Linked DNA regions of Gossypium arboreum: regions 2 and 3 are each linked to region 1. Evidence: chromatin contacts called from public Hi-C data. All regions are on one chromosome and are shown on one strand. The core of a region is the stretch at or near the end of the contact, and the rest is flanking DNA. Distances in the headings are between cores, read along the strand shown.

Region 1 (3,494 bases), core at 163-2,662:
CATAAAGATTTAAATTTTTTGACACATGCTATACCTATCCTGTTAACACAAAACAACACAATTTACATATATGTATTCATTCTTTTATTTTAAATTAATAGAAAATAATACATTAAAATTATAATATGTTTTAGGAATGGTAAAAAGAAAAAAAACTTAGAAACTGACGGATTTTGATGGATTCCATTTTATAATGTCGATTTTCTCTTTTACTTAAATCAAGTTCAGAGTGAATTAAATTTTAAAACTAGACACGTTAAGATAGGGATTCGGATAAACCTGTGCCGTCTCAAGATATTTACAAGATTACCTCTATTATAATTTTTAATTACAATTGAACCCCTCAATGGAAACTCTCTTGACCGTGAGTTTTATAATTTTTTTTTTTATTTGTGTAGTGATGAGAAAAGGGTTGATAGTTTGTGTGTTACTTGAGGTGTGGCTTTTGCATATTTCCCCTTGTTTCTATAAATTTCTGCAACACCAAAGCTTGGATGACTGTAAAATTCTCCACGTTGAAACTCGTATATATTTGTGTTGCTTAATGGTTAAAAAAAAATCTGACTTATGAGTTCAAACATACTTGTAATTATAAATGGTGCATCAAAAATTTCTAGTAACATCAAACTAAATGATTTAGTTCTTTTATAATTACAAATTTTGTATAATGTAATAAAATAAGTTCTGGTTGGAGTCGGAAGCCGAGTCGATTTTTTCATAAAATGTTGGGTCAAGGGTCGAAACAATTTTTTTTTTTTAATGTAGGTGGAGTTTCAATATTTGGGTATTTCCTATAAGAAAAATAATTGAAAAGGATGAAAGTAGTAAATTGTAAGTTTGGAAAGTAAGAGCAAATTGCTTAATTTGGTGGTGGAGTGATGGATAGAAGATTAGAGGCGATGCTGCAAATGACAAAACTCTTTGTTGGTAATGAAAGAAACAAGAGAATCGAATCCCCTTGGAAGGAAGGGCCAGCTTAAAAAACCAAAATAAATGAATTTTTTAAATATTTTTATAGTTATTTTTAAAATTTTTAAAAAATTAAAATATATCACAATACTCTTATTTTTCATAAATTTAAAATTTAATCATTATTTTTATTTTTAAAATTTAATTTTTTACTTAAAATTTAAGTTCAATTGTAGACACTTTAAATTTTAAAAAATTAACTACGTATCATTTTAAAATTTTAAAAAAATTCAATGGCCAACTTACGAAAATTTTGTAATTTTTTAAATTATACATTTTAAATTTCATCTTAACAATGTTATTAAATTATTTGAGAGAATCTAAATTTCAAAATTAAAAAATAAATGTTGCTTTACTGGTAATAGTACTCCAATCATGTTGGATTTTTCCGATTAATGACGACACCTCACACACAGAGGATTCCAGCCCACTTTTTTACGCCACGTATTAAAAAAGGAAAAGAAGAAAACGAAAACCCCAAATTTCAAAGTCCCTACTTCCCATACGGGGATTATTCTCCCGCACAAAAACCGAAAAAGTTTTTTTTTTTTTCCTTCTTTTTCCAACATTTTATTTTCCTTCAATCTAAACGAAGAAAATAGAAAATTTCCTTTTTCTATCATAGGAGTAGCTGCAAGATCTGCTGATCCAGCTGAATCTAATCGAGGAATTGTTGAAATTTTTAGAAATTATGTCCTTTTAGTTTTTCCTTATCTAGATTTTGGAAGACAAGGGAATGGGGGACAAGGAGGAGGAAGAAGAGTGGACCGGGACTGAGAGCGGGGATTTGACATCGGAAGACGAAGGAACGGAAGATTACCGGCGGGGCGGTTATCACGCTGTTAGAATCGGAGACACTTTCAAGAACGGTCGTTACGTTGTACAAAGCAAGCTCGGTTGGGGCCATTTCTCCACCGTTTGGCTCGCTTGGGACACTCACCGCTCCGTACTCTTTCTCTCTTTCTCTCTAGCAGATCTTGCTTCGTTTCCCTTGTTGATCACTTCAATTATGCCTACTATAATTAAATCTGCTTAGTTTACTGAAGAAGTTTGCCTTTTAGCTCTATTTATTTGGTTTATTTCAATAATATTTGATAAGACTGTTTGTGATCCTTTAATTGAAGGAAAAGCATCTAAAGAAGAACCTTTATCATTTCATTTGTGTTAATATCGTGTTAAGACTTTTTGCCTAGAAAACAACGGAGAAAAATATAATGGATTGTAAAGAACGAATAAAAAGCGTTCGTTGCCACTCGCAAGTAGTCATTTGTTTGCTTGATCAATTTTGACTATGAAACAGCAGAAAAATCACTAAGAAATGTAGTCTATTCTCTTTTAATTTTAGTTAAATTGTTTGATTATGTTATATTTAATAATTTGTTTTTAAACTACAGTGTTATGTAGCTTTGAAAGTACAAAAAAGTGCCCAGCATTACACTGAGGCAGCGATGGATGAGATAACAATCTTGCAACAGATTGCGGATGGGGATAAAGAGGATAAAAAATGTGTGGTGAAGCTTTTGGATCATTTTAAGCATTCAGGTCCGAATGGGCAGCATGTTTGTATGGTGTTTGAGTACTTGGGAGATAATCTTTTGACTCTCATCAAGTACTCTGATTATCGTGGCATGCCTATTCATATGGTTAAGGAGATATGTTTCCATATTCTAATGGGCTTGGATTACTTGCATAGAGAGCTTTCCATTATACACACTGATCTGAAGCCGGAAAATATTTTATTGTTGTCAATGATAGATCCGTCCAAGGACCCTAGAAAGTCAGGTGCTCCTCTCATCCTTCCAAATAGTAAGGACAAGACGGTGCTGTCTACTAATGGGGATTTGAGTAGAAATCAGAAGAAAAAGTTTCGGAGAAAGGCTAAGCGAGTGGCTCAGGGATGTCTGGAGAAAGAAGTTATTGCAGAAGGTGATGAGGATCCTGAAACATCTTGTGCAGCTAAATCATCTCCTATTGCGGATTCTGTTGAATGTGCCACTAGTTCCGGCAATGCCAATAGAGTCTCTGATGCTGATGGTACAAAGGATTCTGGTCAAGTAAGTCAAGTTAATAAGAGAGGAAGTCAATCCACAAGGCGGAAACTGTTGGCATCAGTTGACTTGAATTGCAAATTAGTTGACTTTGGGAATGCATGTTGGACATATAAACAATTTACTAATGATATTCAGACAAGACAATATAGGTGTCCTGAGGTGATCCTGGGATCTAAGTATTCTATGTCGGCGGACCTTTGGTCATTTGCTTGCATTTGTTTTGAGCTCGCAACGGGTGATGTACTCTTTGACCCCCATAGTGGTGACAACTTTGACAGAGATGAGGTATTTTCTTTATAACAATGTGATCCATTTTATGCTTTTTGCACCATAATGATGTACGTGTTTGTTTCTAAGTTTCTCATCTCTCTTAATGAAAGTTCATTCCAGATGTTGCATTTGGTCTTTGAAGGTACAGAGAAGCTTGAAAACCTAAAAAAAAATTATTTCCTTGATTTTGGAAAGGGGAAAAAA
Region 2 (3,361 bases), core at 222-2,721, 150 kb before region 1:
TTGTGTTAGGAGCAAGTTTAGACTCTTGATCATCATTCATTTAAAATTTTCTTTTTGAGTTTTAATTTTGAATTGAAAATAAATACTACATGTAGAGGCGGAGTTAAGGGTGCAAGCAAGGGTCTTGGCACTTCAAATTTCAATTTAGTCATTTTATAAATAAAAAACTTATAAATTCATATATGATAAATTGGTACTTTGGCCCTCTTAAAATGAAAAGTTTTCAATTCAGTCCTCTTATAAGTAAAGAAATTATAAATTAATATATATAGTAAAATTTCACTTTAGCCTCCCTAAAAATAAAAAAAATTGTATTTAATCCTTCAAAATGATGAAATTATAAATTAATACATAATAAATTTATATTTTGATGAAAAATTATATTTAAATTCCTACTCCTACTAAAAGAATTTCTAAATCCCCTTAGCCTATATGATGCATCTATAATAAACTCATAGTATCAAATGACTATTTTACGTGGTTGTCCGTCTCAACAATGTGCCTTATCATTATACTTAACACTTTTTATACTATTTTTTAGAAAAATAATAATTACCTAATTTTCTAAATAATCTAAAAATTATATACTGCTCTAGATAATTTTTGGTTTCATATATTCGTAAAAGAATAATTAAAAAGAAAAAAAGGGAGGGGAGGAACAAAAGAATTTAAAGCAGAAAAGCTCTTTTTTTGGGGGGAACCGGGGGGGGGGGGGTTGTTTTTCTACTGTTCTGTTATTGAACATGAAGTGCTGTTGTAACTTGTAACCTTATTTCACACATTGTTTCCAACGGTGCATTTACCTCTCTCTTTTTATGTCCTGTGTTGCCTCAACTCAGATGCTTTTATGCAACCCTATTGGATTTTTTTTTTTTTTGTGTGTGAAAGAGGATAGCAAGGACGTCATTTAGGTGTAGGTTCAGTTTCAATGCTTCTAGCCTTCTTCCTTCTTCAATGAAATCCATCTCTATTAAAAAGTTAAAAACACTTTTTCATATCTCTTTGCACCAACTCAGCTGATGATAATATATAGGTAGCTAGGCCTGGCCTCCCCGGGTCACCAGCAATACTGGAATTCATTCAATTCTATATACAACAATGGGTTTATTAAACTAAATCCAAATCCCATCCCATGAAGATAAATTACACGATCTCCTTTCTCTGCAGCTCGTTAAGGTGGCAATGGCATAGGGAGGGTGAAACAGTAGGGTGAGCCCCAACTCTCACTTTATATGTTACTAGCCACCTCTATTTTTAATTATTTTTCAAACAAATACTGCAGAGAGAACAGACTACTACTTTACGTGAGCTACATAGATCCAGGTTTCTGGGACCAGATGGAGACCTATGATTCCGCATTTGCATTTTTTGTTTATTTCGTCTTCTAATTAACCGACAACACTCTCTCTCACCTTTAGTTTCATCTCTCTTCTCCCTTTAAATTCAGACATCAACATACCAAAGTATAGACAAGAAAGGATACCCTTTGCTTTCAGTCTCACACACATTCATTCCTCCATTGATGTTGGTAGTGGTCCATAGATTCCCAATATATAAGGAGTTCATCTTTAAGAAAACTACTGATGAAAAATGGAATGGAATGGCACCTTATCCTTTGTTCCTGGACAACCCCCTTCTCTTACTTCCCTTTACAACTATAACTATGATCAATATTTTCCAGGTTTAGCCATTAACCCCCTCGCTCAAATCACCTATCTGTTTTTCTTTATTTGATTATATGTATATGTATGGATGTATGTATTGCTGTTTTTCTCCTTTCTTTTAGGTATGGAGATGATGAATGTAGGATTAGCAGAGGCAGCAGCTATGGAGAAGAAGAAGAAGAAGAAGAAGATATACATGAATAATGAAGAGAAGAAGAAGCGTTTGACAAATGAGCAGTTGGAGTGGTTGGAGATGAGTTTCCAAGAAGACATAAAGTTGGATCCTCGGAGGAAAATGAAGCTTTCCAGGGAGCTTGGACTCCAACCAAGACAAATCGCTGTCTGGTTCCAAAACAGGCGTGCTCGTTGGAAAGCTAAGGAGCTTGAGCGCTTATGCAATGCGCTTCAACATCACCTCCATCTTGTCTCCAAGGAGACCCAAAAGCTTCAACATGAGGTCTACTCACTGCCACTGGGATCAATCTTCAAAACCCTGCATATTTCATGCACATTTTTCATTCATATGCCATATGCATTCCAAATCATTTCAACTCTGTCTTGGGACTTATTTTATGACAACTCATTTATAAAATGACATGTACAACATAAATACTACTATATTTTTCTCTTACTTGCCAAATATAAGATTTGCTTAAATGAGCCCCTAATGCAGGTCTCGAAATTGAAAGCCATGCTAAGGGAACAACCAACAAGAAACCAAGTCTCCACAGGTTACACGGAAATCTCCGGGGAAGAGACCATCGAAAGCACCTTGATTCATTGCTCTAACAAATATATGGTTGTCCCAAACAACCATCATCCGATCGCTGATCAATGCAGCTATCTTTTCAATGTAGACAAGAATAACCCAAACCCAGTAGGTTCAACCTACTGGGGTGAGCAGCTGCCTACTAATCCCTAATGAACTCCTATCTTCTTAATAGAGTTTGTTAATTTAGCAGTTAGCACAAGTTACCTCTTAGAGCTAGCTTAATTAAAACAGTTTTAGTAAAATGAAGAAGAGGTTCATCTCAATTTTGAGGACTTTTGTTGGAGAGTTTGCTACAACAAAAAGATGTATTTTACTTCATCACGTGACAACAGTGCAATTCCAAGCTCTCTCAAAACACTGAATTAATGGCACAGGATAAACACAAAAGCAAAAAACAGGGCCGACAGGGCAATAACTTCAAAATAAACATATTACTTATTTCTCAATTCTCTGGTTAGGAAAAAACAGAGTAATAAAACAAGTAAGCACTTTCCGCCGCCGCCGCCAAGCTTGGGACCTTTCGGTGCGGAACCCTTAGGGATGCTACCCTTTCTCTGCGTCTTCTGTTGCTTTGCTGTTCTGCTTTCTTTGCCTTCTTTTCGTCCTTAGTTTTTTTAAGCCTTTCCTTGATTTCACTGCAAAGTAGGTTAACAACCAATATTCCATATACGCAGCATAATACATTTCAAAATCAGCAATGACAAGAAAAGATGAATTTTGTATGCGAAAAAAAAAAAACACACCCACACCGGAGAGCAGCTTCCCTTGCAGCATCACGTACGTTAGGTTTCTCACTCCTCCTCTTCTGTATAACCTATAACGTGGCATCAACAATGGATCTAGAGTAAGGTTTCTTGTGGTACGTCTCCTCCTCTTCACTGCCTCTTGGGCAATGCCCTAAATGCATGCAAACAATATGAAAGTA
Region 3 (3,201 bases), core at 167-2,666, 230 kb before region 1:
TAATAATTTCATAAGTATAATAGCAGACAAATCAATATAAATCACTGACATGAATAAAATACCGCAATTATTAAAACTAAACCAATAAAAATTGAATTTGAATTATTTTCTTAAAAATAGCGTCTTCTATGATTTCACAAATTCAAGACCCTTTTCTTTTAATTTAATTGATTAACTAATAATGTTTTAAAACCATGAGAAACTTATATGATTTAGGTTTTCTAATCGAAAAAAAAAAAAACCACGAGGAATCGCTATTAATAAGAAATGTTCAATCATAAATCTGTCGAACCAATTTGTTAAATTCTATTTAAAATATAATAATATACACATGGAAACATTAAATATATATCATATAAATCAATTAAAATTTGAATCAAACAAATAATGTAGTAATGCATCAAAGCAATTCTTATCAGTAAACTTGAGATGCGCCAAAACATATTTTTAACGCACAAAATAAATCTACATATAAATACACCAAAATATGCATTAACTATACTTTTATAGTAAAACTAAAATTCTAATTTTTTACAATTACCAAATAAAACTATAACTTGTTATTATTGAATTCTCAATTATCGAATAATCAATGGAGTAATAGAATTCAATCGACATCACTATTATTTCATTGTCCAATGGAAATTAAAGCACAAACATTCAAAATCCACCACAATTAAAAATTAAAGATCAAAACTAAGGGTGAGCGTTCGACCGAATCGAGTGAAAAATTTCGAGTTAATCGAGTTTAGGAGTCCTATTTTATCATTCTAATTCAATTTAAAATTTTTTCAAATTAAGTCGAATGAAATGAAATTTGAATCAAATTGAATAAAGTGAAATTGTAACAATAATAATACAAACTGAAGTTGATGATTTTTAATAAAGAATGTGACATGATTATTATGGATATTAAAATTTAATTTTAACTAATTTGGATGAAAAATATTCAGTATAGTTATAATGGGCATCCATAAAATTCTTTTTAAAAAAATTCCTAAAAGGAAACAAAGATTATGGAAAGATCAAGTTTTGTCCTTTTTTTTCTTTTAATAGATTAGAGGATAAAACTTTTACAGTTTCATCATGTTCATCAAGATATTTATTTGATGTAATTTAATTAAATATTTTCTTTAAGAATTTAAAGTTGGGTTTTTGAGTTTTATCTCGATTGATATGAATATTATTGTCAATATAGAAGGACATTTGTTTGAGTATGTTAAAACGTTAATCATTTTATTTATAAATTAAGAGAGATTATAAATAATTTTAGAATTATAATGAAGAAGATATATGGTAAGAGAAAAATCTGAAGTCGGAGTATGATTGTAATAGTAAAATATGGGTGTCCTTGATGTGCATATGACATAAAAAAAAAAAATATTGTTATAGAAAAAATGATAAAAAGAAGAGCTGCATTCCATTTCCGTTTCGGTTAATGTACCCCACCAAACGCATCCTCAAAAGTCTGTCTAGGTAAATTCTAAACAAACATTTTTGCCTCGGTTTCTTTCCCACCTCCCCCAAACACACATTTTCCCGGAAAAAACAAACCAAAGTAAAATGGTAGAAAATATCCACAGATTTTCTCCCTCCCCTCTTCACTCTTCTCACTACCAACCTACCTCTAAAACACTGAATTTTTATAAATAGAAATACAAGGTATTTTTTAAAGAGAAAGGATTTCATGGGTGCCTCCCTTTCCAGACGAACGGAGGGAACCAATAGGACCGAGATGACACCAGGATTGGGGGACATACCCGAGGGCTGCTTGGCCTGCGTTTTCATGAACTTGACGCCCCCGGAGATTTGCAATCTCGCCAGGTTGAATCGCGCCTTTAGAGGGGCTGCCTCCTCCGACTCCATCTGGGTAAAGAAGCTACCCACTAATTATCAAGATCTGCTAAATTTGTTGCCTCCTGAGAGGTACCAGAACATGTCCAAGAAAGACATTTTTGCGCTTCTTTCTCGCCCGGTACCTTTTGATGATGGATATAAGGTAGGTCATTATAGAAGTTCGTTTTTTTTTCACCCGGTACCTTTTGATTATTGTTTTAAATATCTAGACATTTCCTTTTTAAATGATTTTCCCTTTTTGTTTGGTTTAGCTGCTTTATTATCATTAGATGAGCAAGTGAAGATTATTGACGGTTGAACATGGGGTGATGCAGGAAGTATGGCTAGACAGAGTGACAGGCAGGGTATGCATGGCAATATCTGCAAAAGGGATGGCAATTACTGGAATCGATGATCGGAGATATTGGAATAGGGTTGCTACTGAAGAATCTAGGTTTGATATTAACATCATCACATTTCGATGCTAAAGTTTCAAGTGGAATTTATTAATTTGACGTTCACTTAATATGGGATTGATATACTTGTATCTTGAAATGTTTCTAGTAAATTTTTTTAACCATAGGAGTGGGATTTTTGTATTGATTGCTTGAACTAGCATAAAGTAGAATTAGTTGCTTATAATTTTTCTTCTACATGGAGCATGTCGATGGATAAGCTATATATTTCTTGGAATGGAACTCTTGGTAAATTGTATTATCAATCTACACCTTTTTTTTCCTTTGGTGGAAGGAAATGCATTTGGATGCTAATCAACTGCTATTTTCTAGGCTTTGCTGCTTGTTGATGTTGTTTTTATACAAATGGTATTATGTGGAAAGGCTGAAACCTCTGAATATTTGTATCTTTGTTGATCATTAATTATTGAGCTCAAGATGATGTATGTATATATGCTTATACATATACGCATAAATAAATGTATACATACATATATGCATGATGTATGGCATTTGGTGTTTGTCTTGGTTGCCACATTCTTAATCTCAAGGTATATTTGGTCTGAAGAGCGGGATAAGAAAGATGATTTTGTTTGATAGAGCTGTATCACCATATGGAAGTGTGAGCTTTCATGAATGGATATAGTGCTGCCTAGGTTTAGTTTACTTTTTCAAATCTTCCTAGTAAATTGAGATTTTCGTTTTACAGATATTTTCCATATGATTTTACCTTCCTAGATTTGTTTATTTTGGATTACATATGCTATTTTAATGGTGAAACTCTTTGTCGAATATACAAATAAGCATATGGAAGCCGATAATCTGATAAACTTTCAATTTCTTTTCCCTTTTATACATTGTTCATAACTGTCTTCCATGCTTGAACTGGCGTTTATCATCAGTGTAAGGT

Evidence for each region. A called contact is a pair of places that touch in the nucleus more often than the background predicts.
Region 2: a Hi-C map of leaf shows a contact between it and region 1, with 3 times the contacts expected there. The contact joins the promoter of LOC108459115 here to the promoter of LOC108460515 in region 1. A contact is called at or near these places in 2 of 5 Hi-C or Micro-C datasets (both in leaf).
Region 3: a Hi-C map of leaf shows a contact between it and region 1, with 4 times the contacts expected there. The contact joins the promoter of LOC108457699 here to the promoter of LOC108460515 in region 1. A contact is called at or near these places in 2 of 5 Hi-C or Micro-C datasets (both in leaf).

What each region holds. Positions count from the first base shown.
Region 1 is chr4:92,816,923-92,820,416 of ASM2569848v2, forward strand. It overlaps LOC108460515, which reads left to right and starts at 1,413. Exons shown (of 4, transcript XM_017760029.2): 1 at 1,413-1,915; 2 at 2,364-3,305. The coding sequence starts at 1,706.
Region 2 is chr4:92,667,642-92,671,002 of ASM2569848v2, forward strand. LOC108459115 (putative homeobox-leucine zipper protein ATHB-51) reads left to right here and starts at 1,472. Exons shown (of 3, transcript XM_017758477.2): 1 at 1,472-1,681; 2 at 1,787-2,121; 3 at 2,338-2,622. The coding sequence starts at 1,591. The coding sequence ends at 2,586.
Region 3 is chr4:92,584,180-92,587,380 of ASM2569848v2, forward strand. LOC108457699 (F-box protein PP2-A15-like) reads left to right here and starts at 1,417. Exons shown (of 3, transcript XM_017756780.2): 1 at 1,417-1,999; 2 at 2,172-2,290. The coding sequence starts at 1,688.